Regions from separate parts of the Mus musculus genome. Here region 1 is linked to region 2. Evidence: chromatin contacts called from public HiCAR-type data. All regions are on one chromosome and are shown on one strand. Each heading gives the region's core, a stretch centred on a gene start, on an enhancer-like site or on the middle of the called end of the contact. The rest is flanking DNA. Distances are from core to core; before and after follow the strand shown. Region 1 overlaps Gm32333 (a long non-coding RNA gene). Region 2 has its middle 39 kb from the start of Gm22434.

The links. HiCAR-type assays count read pairs that join an accessible place to other places.
Region 1: a contact with region 2 is called in a HiCAR-type map of fibro-adipogenic progenitors, with 10 times the contacts expected there. The contact joins two enhancer-like sites. A contact is called at or near these places in 13 of 484 Hi-C or Micro-C datasets (the C2C12 cell line, the G1E-ER4 cell line, adipose-derived mesenchymal stem cells and 5 more) and 7 of 115 datasets of contacts at active chromatin or transcription factors (the NIH/3T3 cell line, astrocytes, craniofacial prominence and 4 more).

Annotation. Positions count from the first base shown.
Region 1 is chr1:163,571,267-163,576,256 of GRCm38.p6, forward strand. The region is part of intron 1 of Gm32333 (a long non-coding RNA gene); the gene reads right to left. Among named protein-coding and RNA genes, the nearest start is that of Gm39689, 5.5 kb to the right of the region's middle. Within about 2 kb of position 3,340, at least 81 of the 459 cell types and tissues checked have an H3K27ac peak or open chromatin away from gene starts, as enhancers often do. A contact at or near this core is called in fibro-adipogenic progenitors and muscle stem cells, where this site is marked.
Region 2 is chr1:163,154,362-163,159,120 of GRCm38.p6, forward strand. No RefSeq gene overlaps it. Among named protein-coding and RNA genes, the nearest start is that of Gm22434, 39 kb to the left of the region's middle. Within about 2 kb of position 2,685, at least 4 of the 459 cell types and tissues checked have an H3K27ac peak or open chromatin away from gene starts, as enhancers often do. A contact at or near this core is called in fibro-adipogenic progenitors and muscle stem cells, where this site is marked.

The sequences.
Region 1 (4,990 bases), core at 2,090-4,589, 420 kb after region 2:
TTAGAAATTAAATGTTTCTTGTTAAATTCTGTTTTACTTGCAGCCCATTTATTTTTAGGGTCAAGAAAATTGCTTTCAGACCTCCTGCTTGCTGCAATGTGATATTTCCTAGCCCTGCACTGTGACCTGTTAAGCTGGATTCAAAGCTCAGGGGATAGCAAATAGTCCTGCTTCCTCTAGAAACTCTGTAGGAACAGAGTAAAGTAGAGCCCATAGGAAAGGGAGTAGGAAATTTAGTTTTTGTGTTCCTTTCCTTTTGCATGTTTGTTTTGTACTCATCTGATACTTACTCAAGCTGAATAATCAAGCCCCATGTAGTCCAGTGATTTTTCTTCAGAAATACCAATAAGCTGCAGAATGCAACCAAGCTAGCTCCTGGTTGGACTCTCCTTTCTGCCCATTGGAAGTTGCAAGCTTTAGTGTGGAACAAATGAAGGCTCCTTATGACCCTCAGTGTGCTCACGGGTACAATGAGGTTTAAAACAGTGCTCATACAACTGTTGGATCACGTAACTCAATGCGTGTCAACATCTCTGCATATCACCTGGTATTCCAAATTGGTGAACGCGGTTAGACACTTGCACAAATCAAAGTGCATGGGCAAGCTGGTTGTCACATATAAATACAGCCACAAGTTTCCAAAAGCAAATAACTGAGTCTTCATTTAAGATAGTAAAAGCCAATATTACTAACAAAGCAATGGTTTTCACTGTCTATAATCTTTCTCAGAAATACTTTTTTAAACATCCCCATTAATTATTTTAAAGTTACATTCTCTTCAATCTGCTGGTTTTCATCACATAAATTTGGTCAGTCATTCTCTCCTGCTCTGACAATTCAACTTTTGCAAAAACCATTGGTCATCTGTCTCTTCTTCCAGAAGTCCCCTCTCCCTGGACAATTAATTTTTTTTTTAATCTCTGAAGATTGTACCTGCAAAAATTCTAACACAAGGAATTCAGTTACCATTTTTAATTGCTCACACATCTTATGTTGCCATGTTATTGTACTGGGAGACCTGTAACCACTAAACACCATCAAAAACATACCAATGTAATTTACAGGAAAACCCCTGACAGGTCCCTTTGGGCCCGTTTGACATAAGCTTGGTACCAGAACGCACTTGTAAGTCTGTGTATTTATTTCTGGTGAAAATCTCCTTGTTTACATAAGAATGCGTTCATTCTCTTACAGAGGTTGGGCTTCTTCCTCAGTCTTCCCCCTGGGGTGCAGGTCTATAATGGACCAGTGGTTTTGATGACTTCCCCAAGTTCTGTCTCCCGGAACACAGGGTCAACAAAGAAGAAAGCAGTGGTAGAGGACTGGAGGAGAGTGCCTTGGGACACTGGGAATGCAGAAGCTAAGCCCCACTGAATGGGAGCTCAGCAGACCAGAGAAGCGGGTGGGAATGAGCTGGGGAGAGGTGATGCCTCCTGACTTGGAAAGTAAGGCAGGGGGACTGGTGTGAGTTGAAAACTAGTCTGACCTTACAGACTGAGTTTCAGGCCAGTAGTCTGAGTTACAGAGTATAAAACCAAGTCAAATAAAGCAAAAAGAATGAAAGACAACCCCCTTTAGGTATTTAAATTATATATATATACACGTATATGCATACATATATCATATTTATGTATATGTATCATATATGTATATATATGTGTGTATGTATTTTACTTCTTACTGATTCTTAATGACTTTCATGTCATGAATCCCAATTCCACTCATATCCTCCTCTCTTCATATCCACCCTTTGCCCTTGCAACAAACATCCCCCACATAAGAAAATAAAAAATATAAATAAATAAATAAATAAATAAATAAGTAAGTAAATTTCATTGTGGAAGCTATAGTGTATCACACAGTATACCCTCTTGTCTACACATCTTTACTTGCAAATGTTCATTGTAATAAGTCGTTGGTTTGGTTTGACACACTTTAGCTTTTGATATACTATCACTACTGGAACCTCACTGGGACTCCACTCAGATACTCTATTGTTGCTGTGTGTCATGGAGAACCTGTAGGTTTTGGGTCTGCAGGACTAGCCCCCTGCACATGCTCCATCAGTTCAGAGATGGCATAGATGGTGGGGTGGGCCAACTCAGAGCCCTGGATCTGAGCATACATGGTAGCTGAGTTGCTCAGCTCCTCAGCTCTCCCACACCAGCCTACAAGGAGCAGGGACAGTTCTGCTGCTCTCACACCTAGGGGCAAGCTCGCCTGTGCTCACACCACACCGACCATTCCTACTGTGCTACCCCGGTGAGGTAAAGACCTACTCTCTCAAGTGGTACAGGGCCAGCTCTCCCACTTTCATTACTCTGGGGCCAGTTGGGCTTGCTGCAGGTGGTGAAGGGTAAGGGGTGGAAGAGCATCTCTCCTCCACCCATGCCACCTCACAGCAGATGAGTGGTCACTCTTAAGACTAAAAGAGCACAGTAGGCACAGGAGGCCTCCAGCCTTTCCCCTTTCTAGTTCCTCTTTCCTTCCCTAGATGTGTCTACATCTGGGATGGATGGAGCTTCTCCATAAAGCTCTTGCGATTGCTCAGGAGGCCTTGGCTTTTGCTTTGCCTTTCCAGGTTCTTCTACCTTGGCTGCTCTCTCAGCTCTTCCACACTGAACTTGTCCTTTTAAAATTCAACATGACTGATATCCTCTCCACCCTCGAACTCTTTCCTTTTGTGTCTTTGCACTGGCTGTTTCTCTCAGCTACCAACATCCAAGCCAGTTCCGCCAAATGTAGCTTCAGGGAAGACTTCTCAATGCCCAACAGCAGCATAGACTGTCCCAACTACCTCCTCTCCTGTGTTCTGGGGCACTTTGTAGTAGAGCTACTTTGTAGCTTTGCACACAAAAGTCTGTCATTACTTTTATATATCCCTCTCCTCTATTGTTTGAGGGTCTTCAGAGGTCAAGAAATATATTTTATGAATTTTATGTACTCCGATTCTTCAAAACTAGTGAATGAGGTTAAAGAATGAACCATCCAGCCTATCTATTTGTGTGAGAGTCCACTGATAAGGCTGAGAGAAGGTGGGGTCTGGAGTAGGAATCCATCCTCTTATCTTCTCTTTGTCTGGACTGTCCAATTGACTAAGTTACTATATAGAGGGTTCACTGGTAACTTAAAACAACAGCTTCTCTGGAAAAGAACTTCTAATAAAAATACCCTTTGATGGGATGAAAGAGACCTTCTAAGTAGCCAACTATATCCACTATGAAAAGTTTCCCAAGAGAAGACACAGCCACATAGCATCTGCACTAAGGGGAAGCTGTGGGAAGAAGCAAGGCACAGGGCCGCCTTTGCAAAAGAGAATAGCTTTGTGCTGAGAAGTTCTATTTGCGAGTCATGTGCTCTGGAATGTGCAAGGAAAAACAGATTCAGTAGGGACTTGACTCAGAAAGGCCTGGAACTGATGCCTAGGGATGTTCTTCAAGGTCCTGGGGTACTCAAATTCACAGTGGTCTGAGCCCAATTGCACACGCCCGGCATGTATCAGTACAAGCCTTAAATCAGAACCACCCGGGGCTGCACTGTTCCACCTCCTCCCCTCTCTCTGGCTCGGAGCCCTCCCCTCTGTCCCCCCCTCCCCTTCTCTGCAGGCTCATTAAGGCCTTTCCCAGTGCTGAGACACTGCGTTTTGGGGACTGGTGGAGTGTTTGATATTTTCCACTCTGCGTGTCAAGGGCATTTACAGTCGGCGTCAGAATGTTATGTCGGTCCGAGCAGGCACTTTGAAGTGGTAGTGGTAGAGGCCACATGTGCAGGCAAGATGTGCCTCCTCCTGATCCCTGGATCCCGAGGTTCCTGCTCAGCTCTTTCCCAGCATCATGTGACAATGAACAACACGGCTTAACCCTTTACTTCTTGGCGCAGTAGCTGCTCGTTAATATTGCTCTATAGAATAATATCCTCTTGCTGTGACAGGCAATAATAACACTCTGCTCTATCTACTCGTGGACTGTGGGAACTGTGCTGAGGCCTCTCCCCTCGACTTCTGCCCACTACATGGAACTTTTGGGGGTTGTTTTTGCTACCACTTTGCACATGTGTATGTGAGGAAAGAGCTGCAAATAGTATGCACAAAAGCAAACATTTTAATACTGTTTAATACTCCATACTGAAACTATGGAGCAATGGAGTTAAAATGATAGCATGTTTTGTTTTGTTTTGTTTTTTCGGTTTCATACCACGGCAGTACCATTCATAAAGCTGATAGGCTGCTTAATCAATCCTTTTCTCAATCCCACAATCCCCACTAAGAGCAGAGCTTGGACAACCATCATCTAAAATTTATATAAATTGATAATGAAAAAGATCACATTAGAAAATGGAGAGTATTATACAAAGACTTCCCCCCCCCCGCAAAAAAAAAAAACCTATAGAACTCTAATTAATTTCTTTTTCAGTGACTCCTGTGGAACAATCATGTCTACTCAAGGTTGGGTTAGTTCAATGACCTTTATGTCTCCAAAGACAACCCTTGGGATGCTGCCAGCCCTGGCCCTACAGTCTCCTGGATCCAAGCCAGGAGAGCATCATAAATACCAAAGGCATGAAGGGGTGAGTGAACTGAACGGCATAGGCTCTGACTCTAAGGCTACAGCATCTCTCAAGTTCTCTAGTGAAAACACCTTCCCTGGACCTTCCCCAACACCAAGGGGACCCCTGCCCAAAGCTGACAGGGATTCAGTCCTTTGAAGCCAAGAACCCATGTGACACCCTCCCAGATAACACAATTCCCAGGCTTCTTAGGTCTCTTTTCCTCCTACGCCACAGACCCTGAGCCTTTCAAAAATTGGGCAGAGTTAAAAAGACAAACAAAAAACAAGTCAGATGATGGCGTTGGCCCACATAGTTAGTAGGAATAGCTTTGTGCTGTGTGCTTTGCTATGTGCAAGGTCAAAATAATCTCCTACTACATCTGGCCATTGAACTCCTGTGGAAGAGTCTCAGCTATATGTACAATAAGGAGGACATTGGTGAG
Region 2 (4,759 bases), core at 1,435-3,934:
TTGTAATGACTGAGTCACGGGAGCTACAGTACTCTTTGCTGTTTGATTTGCTTTTTGTCTTGGCATTTTTACTCTTCCTATCTACTCTTCTCTTCTCTACCCATCTTCTGCACTTCATCTCATCCTTCTTTTTCTTCTCCCATGTAGCTCCTTTTTAACTCACCCTTTTCTTGGTTTTCTACTAATGTCTCCTAGCTTGCTTCAGGTTGCACTTCTTCCTTAAAAACAAAAGCACACACATTTGCACGCATCATGAATGTGTGTAGGAGCATTTTACCCAACATGCTTTTGTTCCTCACAATCACAGATTTTTTTTTCTGGGAAAAAACAAACAAACAAATAAACAAACAAAACAGCTAATGAACTTGTAACTAAAAAGTACAGAAAGCTTATGTTTTTATATATTTTCTTCTGGTCTCTTTTCAAATATACATTAAAGCCTAAAAACCCATATGCAGACAAATGGCTAAGAGTTGTGGTATGCACACAGACATGAGCAAGCACACAATGGAGCCTGACTCAGCCATAAATAAGAATGAAATTATTTCATCTGAATAAAGTAGACAGAACTATATGAAAATTCATATTGTAAGTAAGTCAGGCTTTACCTATGTATATATTGAATTTTAAACACTGCATATGTGATGTGAACATGTTGGAAACAGAAGAGTGACTATGTGGGGAAATAACAAATAATAGGGAGAAGACAAAATATTGCCAATTTTCTCTTATCTGTGGAGACTAAATTTAACAAGTTACATATATATGATAAAACATCTGAAGGATTCTTGGGGAAGGAGAGGCACCAGCACAATGAGACAAAATGGCTGGAGGACAGTACTGGGGTGAAATTGGGGAGAATACAATGATATATATGTACTTAGAATTTCATAACAAACCCTATTATTCTTTGTGCTAACTAAAACTACAGAAATATGACAGAGGTAATGCAAGATAAACCTTAGGATAGTCACAAGCATATAGCAGACATCCAATAGCATTTCAGTTGTTATATTCTATGCAGATGTACCTTACTGTTCTTATATAGTCACCTTTTCTAGACATATAAACTATGCCTTCCTTTATTACTATAGAGAGATTGGTCACAAACATTTGGTACAAATGAAAAGTTTTGTGTTTTAGATTGCTGGGTTTAACTTTTACATGTAATTCACTAAGTATAAATTCTCAGAATCGGGATTCGAGAGTTAAAGCAATGAGAGAATTCATGCCTATGAAGATTGTTTCTTACATGGCAGCTCAGAGCTGAATGAGCATCCGCAGCTGGGCATATGCAGATCCTTCCAACACTCTATTGGGTAAAGTCACGTGCTTCCATGGTTGAAGACCTCAGCCATAAAATTGGTCTTGTGTTTATTTCAGTAAGCATATATTTGTCCTTTTATGATCGGTATTCTAAGTGATTATCTATGCATTAAACTTTATCTTGCAAAATAAATGCCTCCTTAGTATCCAGAAATACATCATCAATATTGACCACGGAACTCTGGCCATCTCTACCTAACTGTTGTACAAACCAAGTTTCTCAGGACAAAATCTTGGAGTGAACGTTTATCTTTCTCTCCTACATTTTTCCTTTTAAAATCCAATCCATCATCAAGCCTGATTTTTTTTCTTCAACAACATCTGAAATATGATTCATTCAGAGCCAACCCATGCTACAAAGAGGCAGGGAAAGGTTTCCCTGGCTTCTCAATGATGGTGGGGACAATTTTTGTACATATTTGTCAAAACCCATTGAGGGTTGGGATGCAACTCAGTCATCAAGAGCACTGGTTTGATCCATTGTACCAAAAGGCAAAATCAAAACTGAACTTCATGCTCAGATCCTATATGCACCTTACACTGGATAAAGCCCACTCAGGTTTTTCTCTAATGCAAGAATATTCTGTGTTCACTCTCCAGGGTGTTGCTTCTTTGTGTTTTTAAATAAAATCTAATTTTCAATATTTTATGCCTTGATTTTCCATTTGCATCTGAAATGACTTTTGAAAGGCTGAATATTAGCACGTCTTTCTCTGCAGGCCTCTTCTAAAACGAGACTTGTTTCCATTTTTCCACAAGGACTTGGGCCACATAGTGTATCATGTAGCTGTCCACCTCCTGAGAATGCCATTGCAGCGGGTGCCATCTACTCTTGGAACAAGGACACTACCCCTTTCCAGAACTCTCTGCAATTGACCTTATACAGCACTTGATAATCACACTCTGCTCAGAATGCACTATGTGATGTTTTGATTCATATATGTATTAGTTGATGATCATGTCAGGGTGTGTCACATCCAATCATTTCATTATAATGAGTACATTAAAGATTTTCACACACACACCATATATATATGTATAAGTATGTATATGTATATATATATATTAATTTATTTATTTTGAGTCCCAGAAAGAACTCTGAACTGAATGCTGCAACACTGTGAGCAACTTAGACTTCCACACAAATTAACTCATCAGTGTTCACTGTCTCTAATGCCCCAAGCCAAAGAGATTTGGGCTAAGGGAAAGGAATAAAACCAGTTTAAAAGCTTTCAAGGAGACTGAGATGAGGCATCTTGGAGAAATTAGGATGAATACTGTACCCAGTAGGACCCAGAAAACGAGAGCTGAGAAGCTGAGTCCTCAGGGGGAAAAGGGAAGACCTGCTTTATGGGAGTCCCTGGCTCCCACCTACACTGAAACTCTCCAAGTACCACAGCTGTTACAGCCGAGTTACTGAATACAGAGCTGTGCTCTAAATGTCTAAATGCTCCTTGGACAATGAAATTTCATGTCGCTGTTCTGGGAACTAGGGCTATCCAGGATAACTGATTCCAATTATTTCCTTAACTTCTCACTTACAGCCAGCAAAACCAGGACTCAAATCTGAGGTTTCTAATTGTAAAACCCTTTCTCTGTTTTTAATACTAGGCTACCTCACAGCCTACTCACTCGGACTAGCCAGTGGTCATTATTAATAGTGAGGTCAACGATAGTACAGCCAGCTCGTGACAGCCAGTGACAGCTACTGTTGCTAATGGGTTGTTGAAATCAGTTGTATCACAGGCGTTGCATAAAATAGAAACCAGGAACTGCATGATCTGTCTTCATAGTCTTTTTGGTTTGCTCTTTAATAGCTCTTAAGCCAATTTCTTTCTCACCTTGGTGTTAGTTGAGTGCCATCAGTTGAAGAATGAAATTGCATCTTAGGGAGTTACTTCATGGTAACCTTAGAAAAATGGTTATTTTTTTATTGGATATTTTCTTTATTTACATTTCAAATGTTATCCCCTTTCCCAGTTTCTCCTTCAGAACCCTCATCCCATCCCTGTTCCCCTGCTTCTATGAGGGTGTTCTCCCACCCACCTACCCACTCCTGCTTCCCCACCCTGGCATTCCCCTACACTGGAGAATCAAGCCTTCACAGGACCAAGGGCGTCTCCTACCATTGATATGGGGCTGGAGCCATGGGTCCCTCTGTATGTACTCTTTGATTGGTAATTTAGTCCCTGGGAGCTCTGAGGTAGGGAGTCTGATTGGGAAAAAAATGGTTATTTTTAATCTTTTTGAAGAGTGGTTATATTTTAATTTTTGTCTAGAGAAAATGCTTCAAAACACCAGCCCTGTTTTGCTTCACCAATACTTAAAAGCCCTACAGTGATTTCCCAGGCGTATTTCCATAGAGAGGAAATCATAGATGTTACCTACATAGTTTCATGTCTGCTTTCAGACTTTAATCCCATCCTTTCAACTCCACGGTCTGGGTTTGTCAGCTTTCCTTTTCCGTGGCTGCCCTCCAGGCACAGACCTTCATCCTTCTATCTCTGCAATGAAACCTCTGCAAACTTGCCTATGTACTCTCTGCGTGACCTTCATATTGTGGCTCATGCATTATACATCGGGAAAGCCCATCTCGAGCCCACATTTTGGTTGGATTTATCCCATGCTTTCCTAAAACAGCATTTCGTCTCTCTGGAGCACTTATTTGACATTTGTTAGTGTGGTTCTTTGGTTACCATCTCCCCGTGTCTACACTGAGAATCATAAATATGCTTGTTTTGTTTGTTCTTGCAGCCCCAGCACTTGGCATATGAGACTCGTTAACAGTCATTTGCTAAATAAATGGCCTTAGCAGAGTACTTTGTTAACTGCTGCATCACACAATACACGTGGAGACAGGTAGTTAAAGTAAAAACTGCATTTGTCCTATACTTTATTTCCAGTGCTGAGCACACGTCTGCCTTGGCAATGCCCACTGGCTAACATTTGCACAGAACTCTTTATCTGATTCTCTTGTCATTCAGCGGCATGACAGCTGGAGAGAGATTGGGAAACAGTTTTGATGAAGTACCGCGAGGTGAGAAAGGTCTGAGCATTTTCTGCTAGTGCTCCCAGGAGGTAAAAAAAAAAAAAAACACACACACACACACTGAAGACAAATGAGAACAATCTGATACATGTCTTTCATTAGGTTCTTCTAATGGCTGAATTTGCATGGCAGTGTGACCCCAGAATTCCATTACAACATACTTACCCCAGAGAAATGCATAAGATAAATATATGCATATATACACATATACACATATATATGTGTGTGTATATATATATATATATATATATATATATATATATATACTCTCTTTCTCTTGTCCTCTCTTTCTCTATATGTGTGTGTGTATGTATACATACATATACATATGTATCACAAACATGTTAAAAACAGGAAAATGGACAGACCAGAGGAGCTGCTTGC